2 separate regions of the Hordeum vulgare genome follow, and region 1 is linked to region 2. Evidence: chromatin contacts called from public Hi-C data. All regions are on one chromosome and are shown on one strand. The core of a region is the stretch at or near the end of the contact, and the rest is flanking DNA. Distances in the headings are between cores, read along the strand shown. Region 1 overlaps LOC123447893 (transcriptional corepressor SEUSS-like). Region 2 has its middle 140 kb from the start of LOC123447893.

Evidence for each region. A called contact is a pair of places that touch in the nucleus more often than the background predicts.
Region 1: a contact with region 2 is called in a Hi-C map of leaf, with 6 times the contacts expected there. The contact joins two enhancer-like sites. A contact is called at or near these places in 2 of 6 Hi-C or Micro-C datasets (leaf and seedling).

The regions. Positions count from the first base shown.
Region 1 is chr4H:65,596,244-65,601,504 of MorexV3_pseudomolecules_assembly, reverse strand. LOC123447893 (transcriptional corepressor SEUSS-like) reads left to right here. Exons shown (of 10, transcript XM_045124609.1): 10 at 645-2,146. The coding sequence ends at 1,627. Among protein-coding and RNA genes, the nearest start is that of LOC123447893, 11 kb to the left of the region's middle. Within about 2 kb of position 2,689, at least 1 of the 3 cell types and tissues checked has open chromatin away from gene starts, as enhancers often do. A contact at or near this core is called in leaf, where this site is marked.
Region 2 is chr4H:65,467,520-65,473,199 of MorexV3_pseudomolecules_assembly, reverse strand. No RefSeq gene overlaps it. Among protein-coding and RNA genes, the nearest start is that of LOC123447893, 140 kb to the left of the region's middle. Within about 2 kb of position 1,574, at least 1 of the 3 cell types and tissues checked has open chromatin away from gene starts, as enhancers often do. A contact at or near this core is called in leaf, where this site is marked.

The DNA of each region.
Region 1 (5,261 bases), core at 1,440-3,939, 130 kb before region 2:
CCAAATCCACAGTGACAGGCATCAAGCTGCCATCCATCACCACCATCGGCGGTGGTGGGCCAGCCTCTTGGTGGCAGGATGGTCTCTCGTCGCAGCCTCTTGATGAGTGCTGTGTTGGAGTATATTGCCCGTCTCGTTCCATCAGTTTGGACTGATGGGTGAACTGGTTAGGTGCATAACTTGCAACCAAGAGGTTCAGGGTTCAAAACCCAGTTAATGCAATAATTAATTGCGGCCTGCCCCCGCTTCCGCTGCCCACGTCATAAAGCACCAACTCATCCAAAAGTCCGAACTGTAGGAGAGGGCCGGACATACGTGGCTGTTGATTTCAAGTTTCCAACCACTACCGTAGGCAAGGAATCTGTAATCACCTGATTGCCATAAACTAAAGTTGACAATGCATCTCTGGTAGGAAGCAGCCTCTTAATACTCCTAGACTGTTGGTGCTTGCACCTGATCCTCATGGGGATGGCTGGGGAACTGAGTTGCCTGGTTCCTGCTGATTTAGTTCCCGTTCATGAAACACAGTAGCATGTTGGTATTGCCATTCAACAGCTTGTGATTTCTAGTCATATTATGGCCTTCTATTTGCTAATTTATGTTTGTTTGTCCACATGTAACACTTGCTGTTATTTCTATTTCAGATAGCCTTCACAACTTTCCTCGGAGAACTCCATCAGGTATTAACCCTAATCAACAACATCAGCAACAGCCTGAAGAGCAGCAATCTGTTCCCCAGAGTTCAAACCAAAGTGGCCAAAATTCTGCACCTATGGCTGGTGTGCAGGCTTCTGCCTCTGCCAATGCAGATGTGACATCAAATAATTCTTTGACATGTGCACCCTCTACATCTGCACCCTCGCCATCTGTTGTTGGGCTCCTCCAAGGTTCAGTGAATTCTTCTAGACAAGATCATTCAATGAGCAACGTAAATGGTCTGTATAACAATGGGGATGATGGTGTGATTCCCAAGGTGAACTCTACAAATTCATTGCAGTCAAATCCGTCTCCCTCTTTCTCTTCCCAGGTGCCCACATCGTCCAATAACAACATGATGCCTGCCCCTCAGAACACAAACCAACTCAGTTCGCCAGCAGTATCATCATCAAACTTGACTCCAATGCAGCCACCTGCAACTCGGGCTCAGGAACCTGAGCCAAGTGATTCCCAAAGCTCGGTACAGAGAATCTTGCAAGAGATGATGTCATCACAAATGAATGGTGTTGGCCATGGAGCAAATGACATGAAGAGACCAAACGGACTTGCTCCTGGTATTAATGGGGTTAACTGCTTAGTTGGTAATGCGGTCTCAAATCACTCAGGAGTGGGAGGAATGGGATTTGGGGCCATGGGTGGATTTGGATCAAATAGTGCAGCTAGTCTGAGAATGGCAATGGCAAACAATGCAATGACAATGAATGGCAATGCAATGGCAATGAATGGCAGGATGGGGATGCATCACAGTGCACATGACCTATCACAGTTGGGCCAGCAGCAGCAGCAGCAGCAACACCAGCAGCACCAGCAGCACCAGCAACAGCATGACATAGGAAATCAGCTGCTGGGTGGACTTAGAGCCGCAAATAGCTTCAATAATATCCAGTATGACTGGAAACCCTCTCAATAAGATTGACCTGAAAATACAAGTTCAATATGATGATGATGCAGCTGCCCTCAATGGGCTCATTGCTTATGGAGAGCGTCAATTGCTTGCCATGACCCCTCGTGTCAAAGCATTGGGGCCTTTGCACCAAGGGTGCCATGGAAAGGAATCATAGGCGATGGCAAGCATCTGAGCTCGCGGCTGTATGTCGCATCTGCCCTGTGTATTATGCAACTATGGTACTGGGCTACCTTCCTCGGTTATCTTACCGAAAGATAGAGTTAAAAGATTAGAATCTGCCTGCACTGGGCATGGTCGGTGTCAGTGTTTGGTGTTATTTCTCACCCGGAAAAGAAGTTTTCCCTCCTTTTTTTTCCTTAACGGATGACATCCGAACTGTAATTTATCACCGCCCTTGCTGTAGCAATCATATGTGCTGATATCTTCGCCTGAGAATTCTCTCTTTGTAGCCTTACTGTACTCTGTATAAGCTGTCATATTGACTAGTGGAAAAAGTATCAAGAATGTTTCTGTCTGGTAAAAGGTGCATTCTTCTATCCTAAATGTTTCTGTCAGTGATATGTTGTTGAAATAAGTAGGTTCTACCATTTTAATTTGTTATATGGCATCAGGCAGCTCGCTAAACACCTAGCGTGGTTCTTTAGTAATTTCTGAATATTGTCTGCCGTGTTTGACTGCATGGGCGCATAAGTAAGATTTTTCTGAATTGTTGGGCATTTTTTCTTCTGACAAATTGACTTGTGGGCCATAGGTTGGTCATAACCCACCCTAAATTTGTATGTTGTCTGTAGAAAAATAGAGATCATTATTATGGAAGGGTTGAATTCTTCTCAGTGTCACGTCATGTGTTAAGATACTTTCTCTGTATGTAAATATACTTATAGTTGGAAAGAACCAGGCTAGTTTTCTCTAACTACAAATATTTTTAGATACAGAAAGGGATACCCGTGTGTGTTGAAGTCTCTAATTTCTTGGATTATGCCGTTTTTCTTGGAGGCAGTCTTCCTCGCGCTTTAGGGCTGGTGCGTCGCCGCTGCTGGCCCTTTGTCATTCTCGTGAGCCTTGCTTCATGTACTGACGAGGTGCTCCCTCCGCAGGTTTTAGTCCCCTAGCAAAGAAAGCTAGGGTTTGATGTCCCCCGGCAGCTTCGTTGACTCACAGTTCTTCCGTCAAATCACCACTAACGTCAAATCACCATTAAAAAAGCTGGGATCTGCTGTCCTTCGGTGGCTACGTCAACTAGAGTTTGGTTCGTCACCGATCACTAGGTGCACGCCGTCTTCATTGGAGGCTAAATCGTGTCACCATGAAAATCTTAAGTTGGAATTGCCGCGGTTTGCAGTAAGCTGTGGCAATACGAGCACTTGTGGCAGTACAAAAGCGAAGGAGCACGGATATTATGTTTTTGATGAAAACACATCTTGATGATTATCCTGCGGAGTGTATGCACAGAAGACTCAAGATGGATCATAAATTAGTTTTTCATAGCGACGGGCGTTCTGGTGGCCTAATTTTGTATTGAAAAAGGAGATAGCTTTGTCACTCAGAGATAAAATTGTCAACTTCATCGATGTCTTTGTGGGAAAAGGGCAAGATAACCTTTGGAGATTTATTGGTATGTAGTGGCGAGCCGAAGTGGAAGGATAAACATCTTACATGGAAGGGCATGAAAGATCTGAATGGGGTTTGTAGTGTTCCATGGTTGGTTATAATGAGGGCGTGAATGACATGCCGACTCATTCCATGCAGTCTTCCAGAGATACTTTGGAAGAGTGTAATTTGGTTGACCATGGTTATAAAGGAGATAAGTTCACATGGCATAGAGGCCTTATTAGAGAAAGGTTGGACCAAACCCTAACAAATAAAGCATGGAGCATGCGATTTCCGAGTGCAACTCTCGAGCACTTGGATTACTACAAATCGGACCGAAGACCCTTGCTTACGAGTCTGATAGAGGAAGAGATCAATGAAAATAACGGGCCAACGATGTTGAGATTTGAGGCTAGTTGGCTTCGGGAGCCCAAGTTCCGTGAAGTGGTACATGAGGCGTGGTTGGCGTCGAATCGTGGATGAGTAAGTGATCTCACATCTCGGCTAGCAAAAGTGCATGAACATTTGCACAAGTGGGATAGGACGGTCCTCAAGAAGAGTTCAAGACATATGAGCAGAGTCCAAAATGAGTTGAAACAGTTGGCTAGAGCTGAATTGTTACGGGAGAATGTTATTAGCCAGAGGGAGTTAACTAAGGAAATCAAGAAACTACTTCAGCTAGAAGAGATCCATTGGGGTCAAAGTTGCGGTTTGGATAGGTTAAAGTTTGGGGACAAGAACACCCAATATTTTTAACATTTTTCTTCAGCAATAAAGAAGAGAAACACATAAAACAATTGCTGAATGAGAAAGGAGCTATGCTAGAGGGAACATCCTACTTGGATCCGCATATCTCTGGTTACTTCACCGAGCTGTTTTCTTCAGAGATTGATGAGCCTGATCCGGTGCTGTTAAATAAGGTGGTACCTCGTGCGACAATGGAGATGAATCAGGGGTTTATGAAGCCGTATACTGTCGAGGATGCGAAGAAGGCTTTGTTTTCCATTGGTGATCTTAAATCCCCAGGTACTGACGGTCTCCACGCCATTTTCTTTATAAAATGTTGGCACATTTTAGGGGATGTTTTATCTGCGGAAGTTATTAATGCGATATATAATAAAATCAGCCCGAGGGGTGGAGTGACATAGTCATAGTTCTGATTCCGAAGGTAGATGAACCAGAGAGAATTTTGCAGTATAGGCCTATTAGCGTATGTAATGTGCTCTATAAGGTGATCTCCAAAATGATCGTGCTCCGCATTAAATCTTGCCTTGATGATTTTATTTCGCCCGTGCAAAGTGCATTTGTCCCTGGGTGCCTCATTACAAATAATATTGTTTTGGAGTATGAATGTTTGCACATAGTTAAGAACAAAAAGAAGGGGAAGGTGGGATATTGTGCGGTTAAATTGGACATGCATAAAGCGTATGCTCATGTAGAGTGAAAGTTTATGGAGAATATGATGTTGAAGTTGGGTTTTCATGAAGAAATTGTGCAACTCCTAATGGCATGTGTGACCTCTATAAAATACAAGGTTCGGTTTAATGATCAAGAGACTCAAGGATCTATTCTGACTAGGGGGCTCCGTCAAGGGGATCCCTTATCACCATATTTGTTTCTATTGTGTGCGTAAGGCTTATATAGTACCTTGGCTCATTAAGAGGAGGTTCGTGGCATTGAAGATATCCGAGTGTGCAGAAATGCACCATTAGTATCACATCTACTTTTAGTTGATGATTCCTCGATCCTTATGAAGGTTAATATGTCTAATGCAACCTCGTTAAGTCAAGTATTGGATGAATACTGTGCTAGCTCAGGACAATTGGTGAGTGTTGGAAAGAGTAGTATTTGTTTGAGTCCAAATGTAAATGTAGATGTGAAGGCTGACATGTGTGCATAATTAAATATCATGACTGGAGCAGTCTGAGATACATATCTTGGTCTTCCTTCTATGGTGGGCCTAGATAGAAGTGATAGTTCCACCCACCTTGTTAAAAGAATCATTACAATGTTGAAGGGTTGGAAGGAGAAAATCTTGTCCATGGGA
Region 2 (5,680 bases), core at 325-2,824:
GGCCGTAACAACGATCGTCAGTTACACGTTGACGTGGTTAAGTGAGCTACCGTCGAGTGCTCGGGCTGTAGCCTGGGTAAACCTGCCTCCGCAGGGTGTGGCGGTAGGTAAAAGGGTCAGATTCGAAAAAAATAATCCCACCGGGGTCACATCCAGCTTAACGTTACTAAAAAGGTCAAAACAGTGAATTTGACCTCCACCCGCGACACTGTGGCCGACCGCGTTATCCTTGGCTCTGGGTCGCTCTCGGGTTGGTGTGGCCGGAGACACCGCAACCATCCGCAACTCCCCGTCTTTGCCTCGGGCTGTGCCTCACCATCTTCTTCTCTCCCGAATCAACCATGTAAAGTTTTTTTTAACACAGTACAAATGCAAGCTCTTATATACACGTACATATACTCATCCTTATGAACATACGCACGCACACCACATTCCTATGAGCACTTTTGAATCAAGGGAAGTTGCATTTTCAAGTAGCCTACAAATAGCAAACACGGAATTTAGTGGGTTGTTTCCACTAGTGTTATCATTATTTACATATTTATATTAGAGTTTCTGGTCCTGGTGACTAACCTAAAAAAGATGCTGGATTGGGCGATAGGAGACCTGCCTGAATCTTGCAGGTGACATATATGAGGCTGCAAATCATCATATTCCGTAGTTCAGAAGCATCCATCACATTCCACATCAACCTTGCTTCCATCATAGGGTAGTTGTGATTAGTTGCACACATTACCACCAATAAGTTAACCTGATGTGACATTTCTTAATACTGGCTAGTAACCACTAGCTTTCCGAACGGCTTGCGTGCACCAGATGGCACAACAATACCAGTTGGAAGCTAAATTTTTTATTTATTACAAACATAATAATATAATACTTTCTCTCCTTTTCCTTCCTGCCCACAGCATATTCATACATACATGATTGATCGAGAGTGCCTCGAATTATCTAGGAAGAGCGTTAGGGCTACTTTATCTTTTGTTAAAGTTGTACTTCAGATAAACTCTAAGAAAGATGATGCTTCTCATCACATAAAGAGACCAAATTATGCTAAGATTCAATCCGGTGTCCGGGCTCCTGCATCCGGTGAACAGTAAATAATAGAAAAAACTGAGTTTTTTTATGCAGAATGATTTGGTGCGGCAGGTGCGGGCAAAATTTCACAGCTAAATGACATTTAAGAAGCTTGAGAGAAAAAAATAAGTTCCAAACTGTGCTGTTTTCGAAGTATTATCGTATGTCTCAAATTTATCCTTTTTGCTGAGAGATATTGAAATGTCCAAACTTCGCGAAATGTTGCATGGACTCTACGTACATGAGCATCTCACATCACAAGAAAAATTGGATTTTTTAAATCTTGTTTACTACTTTGCACTATTTTATTGTTTACATGCGGGTGCAAATGCACCCGAGAGCCAAAACACTTCAGAATTGTGTGTAAGTTTGTACTTAATAGCAGGATTCAAAGACGTGTTAACCAAGAAAAGGTATTTATTGTTAATGAAGTACACCAAAACTAATACACTCATAAACAAATAGATGGAGGATAAACTACGCTAAGCCTCCTTTTTATGATGATTGGGACTTTCTTTATATTTGTGTAATCAGTGTGATTGTGATTCTATGGTCCAAAGGCAATAGAACTTTTCCTTTATCTCCAAAAGATATCAGTATATAAGAAAACTGTATATAGCCTTTTTCGGTTGGACATCGACATTTTCCCAGTGGGCGTGCACCTTGGCTATAAAAAAATGATAGAACATAACTTGTATATATTAAACTGTAGAAGAATCTAGCAACACAAAACAACCCAGATAAGACACATTGCATGACAGGATCCAAGGGAAATATGATACTCCAAGGACTAGCTTCATTACGTAGTACTCTCTCTTTTTTAAAATAAATGTCTCAAGTTTAATATAACTTTGTATGATATTTAATATAAAATTAAAATACTTATTTAAAACGACAGGAATAGGTTCTATGAAAAAAAAAATACAATGAGAGCATAAGCCGAATTTACAGATGCATGCATCTGCCCGGCTGCGCCTGACCGCATCATTGCATGGCGGTCCGCAAACTGATTTGACCCACCACAGTTCTCAGCACAGTTTAAGTTTTAGCACCCATTCGTTTCTACTCGTTCTGTACACTAATATAGAAACGTTTAGATCATTAAAATAGTGATCTAAACACTCTTATTACAGAGAAAGTACAAGTTCTAATGGATGAAACATCGTGAAGATTTAAGAACTTGTTAAAACTTATTCAAAAGTAGTTTCATTTTAAATCCGTTGTCACAAGGAACCGAATATGCTTATAGTAGTTTACAGAGGAAGTACATATTTTAATGGATGAAACATCGTGAAGATTTAAGAACTTGTTAAAACTTATTCAAAACTAGTTTCATTTTAAATCCGTTGTCACAAGGAACCGAATATGCAAACAAAATACAGATTGTACTTTCCGTTCAAAAGATATAGGGGTTGTTTGGTCCGAGACTAAGTTTGCCTAATGAGATCTTCACCACCAACTCCCAAAGCACCTACATGTGTTTGGACCACATGGTCCAGATCTCGAAAGTCATCCAACACGGTCCTGTATCGTTTCGTCCCGCAGTCCGGAACACGTTTCTCCCGCAAATTGAAACCAAACCCGGGGGAGAGGGCTTTACAGGAGTCCGCAAAAGAGACACATCTCTTACACTAGCCCAGCCAAAAAGAAGGCGGAGCATGTGCTTTTGTAGCACCTTCATTGTTTCCGCACCGAAATCCCCCACTGTCTTCTTCCATCCCGCTGCTCTCCACCCAATCCCCGTACTTTTCTCCCACTTCCTTCCTCGCTCTCTCCACACACACATTGAACCAAATAAGGACCTTCCGGAGATGGAGGTGCTGGTGGTGGTGCAGAATGATCCCCACATCACCCTCGTCTAGAAGATCAACTCGACGACGCGACAAATTCACCGCGTCAAAGCGAAGGGCACAAAGGAGGGGAATCTTAAGAAGGGGAATGTCGGCGGCGGGTGTTTTGATGGCAACGGTGGCGGTGGGTGTGCTGGTCACACACGTGGTGGAGGTCGCAGCCCGGGTCGTTGAGCCTTGATGGTAAAGCCCTCCGTCGAGATGCCGCCATGGCCCCCAGTAGCTCGGTAGGAAGTCCACAACAACCACCATTGGGCAAGTACCTGGCATCATCGACGTAAACACGACACCACTGCTCTTCTTGGAGTCTTCGTTGTCGTGGCTCGTCCGGCACGGACTGGGGTTAGGAGCACATGGTGTGTGCACGTTGTTCGCTACTATGCCTAAAGCAGGCGAGAAGGCGTACGGCGACGCAAACATGGAGATGTTTGACATCATCCACGACAGAGGCGAGGGTCGAGGTGATTATGAGGACGGGCAGGTGGAAGACTCGAATCCCACCCAATTTGGAAACTACACCCCCACGTAACAGGGCTACACCTAGACTGGCATGCAACAGTCCTACACCCACACTCGCATGGGCACACAACAACAAGAGGTGGAGGAGAACGAGGAGGACCGCGAGGACAATGATCCGGATGATTTTAGCGGTGATCCGAATAAGAAGAGTTCACTAGCCTCGGTCCGATCCATGGCACGGAGCAAAATGCCTCAACTTTTTGGGCCAACATTCACACATGGTTCCATGAACACAAGCATTTCGTACCCAACTCCGATGCGCTCATCCGCAAACGTGAACCAAAGTCCCCCAACCATCGATGGTACACCATCTAAGAAGCCATCTCGAAATACAACGACCACTTAGTGCATCTCATCGAACGGTGGTCTAGTGGTGCGCAAATCACCGACAAAGTAAGTTCATTGGATGGATATCCATAGTATTGTTGAGCACTAGAGGTATGTGTGCATAGTCTTGCTGATTAATAGCCGGATGTGTGCATAGTTTTATTGATTGGTAGTCGAACGTGCATAGTTTAGTTGATCACTAGCCGGATGTGTGCATAGTTTTGTTGACAATGTTGTTGGATGTGCATAGTTTTGTTGATGACTAGCCGGATGTGCGTAGTTTCATTGATCAATAACTCGATGTGGTTTTGTTCACAATGTGTCCAGATGTGCATATTTTGTTGATGACTAACCGCATGTGCTTAGTGTTGTTGATCACTAGCCGGATGTTTGCACAGTTTTGTTGAAAATGCCGACGGATGTGCATAGTTTTGTTGGTCACTAGCCATATTTACATAGTTTTGTTGATCACTAGTCGACGTGTGCATATTTTTGTTGATCACTAGATGGATGTGTGCACAGTTATGTTAATCACTAGTGGGATGTGTGCATAGTTTTGTTGACAATGCTTTATTTGTTTCCTTCTCAGGCGTGTACGGTATTGAAGAAGTTGGAGAAGCAAAAATTCAACAACATGCATTGTTGGTTGGAGTTGAATGAGCAACCATGGTACGTATACACACTGTTCAAGAATTCGTCCGATTAACCAGTTAACTTGCCAGTTAATCGCTACTCTTAGGGTGACCGAATCGAATAACACCTATTCGTCGTGTTAACTTGTCATGCCGATTAATGGGCCAGTTAGACCGACTAATGAGTTGTCATACCGATTAATTAGTTGTCAGACCGATTAATCACTAGTGGTTTATTAACTGGTGGACAAACGAATCCCAAAATTTTGGCACATAATGCCTCCCACCCCCTCTTTCTACTATTACCTAGGGTTTGGCCCTCCTCGCGCTTCCTCATGCTCCTTTCATCCCCTCCTAACCTGGCTGGTGGCTAGTCGTGTTCTCACCAGTGCCAGTCTCCACACTACACCTGGAAGATCTAGTTGCTCCGCCATTCTGGTCGCTTGCCTCGACCCCACCCCCCTTGGACAATCCCCATCCTCTCCCATGGGATGCTCCCCAATCTCTTCCTAAATGGCGTCACCAGCAGGCAAGGTACTACCATCTTCCCCCCCCCCCATACCTTACTTGAGAATCTAGCATTCATATATTAGTAGATTATGAATTACAATTTTGTAGATGGATGGATGGAACTGTTGGTTTTGGCTGTTATTTGTAGTATATTATGTGATGTATGTTAGCAAGTATATGGATAAGTTTAAATGTTTAATTGCTCAATTTAAAATTTGAGATTTTATATATTTAGATGTATAACGATTATTAATTTTACCTCTTATCTATTTTTTATATGCCTACAATAGAATATTTTGGTATATTACATAGCTAGGTGCATGGAATTATGCTATGATACATAAAAAAAATTAGATATAAGTTGGCAACTTTCTGTTTAATCTACCGATTAATGGTCGACCGGGTAATCCACTTAATAGGCCGATTCACCGATTAATCGCTACTCCCAAGCCGACCGAGCAGCTACCAGTTACCGATTTCTTGAACAATGCGTATACATAACCATGGCTGCCACCCAAGACACCAAGGAAAATACCGTGACCCAACCGATCCAACAAAAGAACCACCAAGAAGGTTAGAATACAACTTCAGGGAAAGAAGTGGGAGGAGGATATAGCTAATAGAGAAGGTGCAATGGTGAAGTTGACGGAGAAGTTCGAGGACATCTTGTCCAAGAAGGAGGAGGCATACGTCGAGCGCTCGAACATCAAGGAGGAAAATAAGGAGGGGAGGTTCAAACTATTGATGCATGTGGCCGAGAAGAAG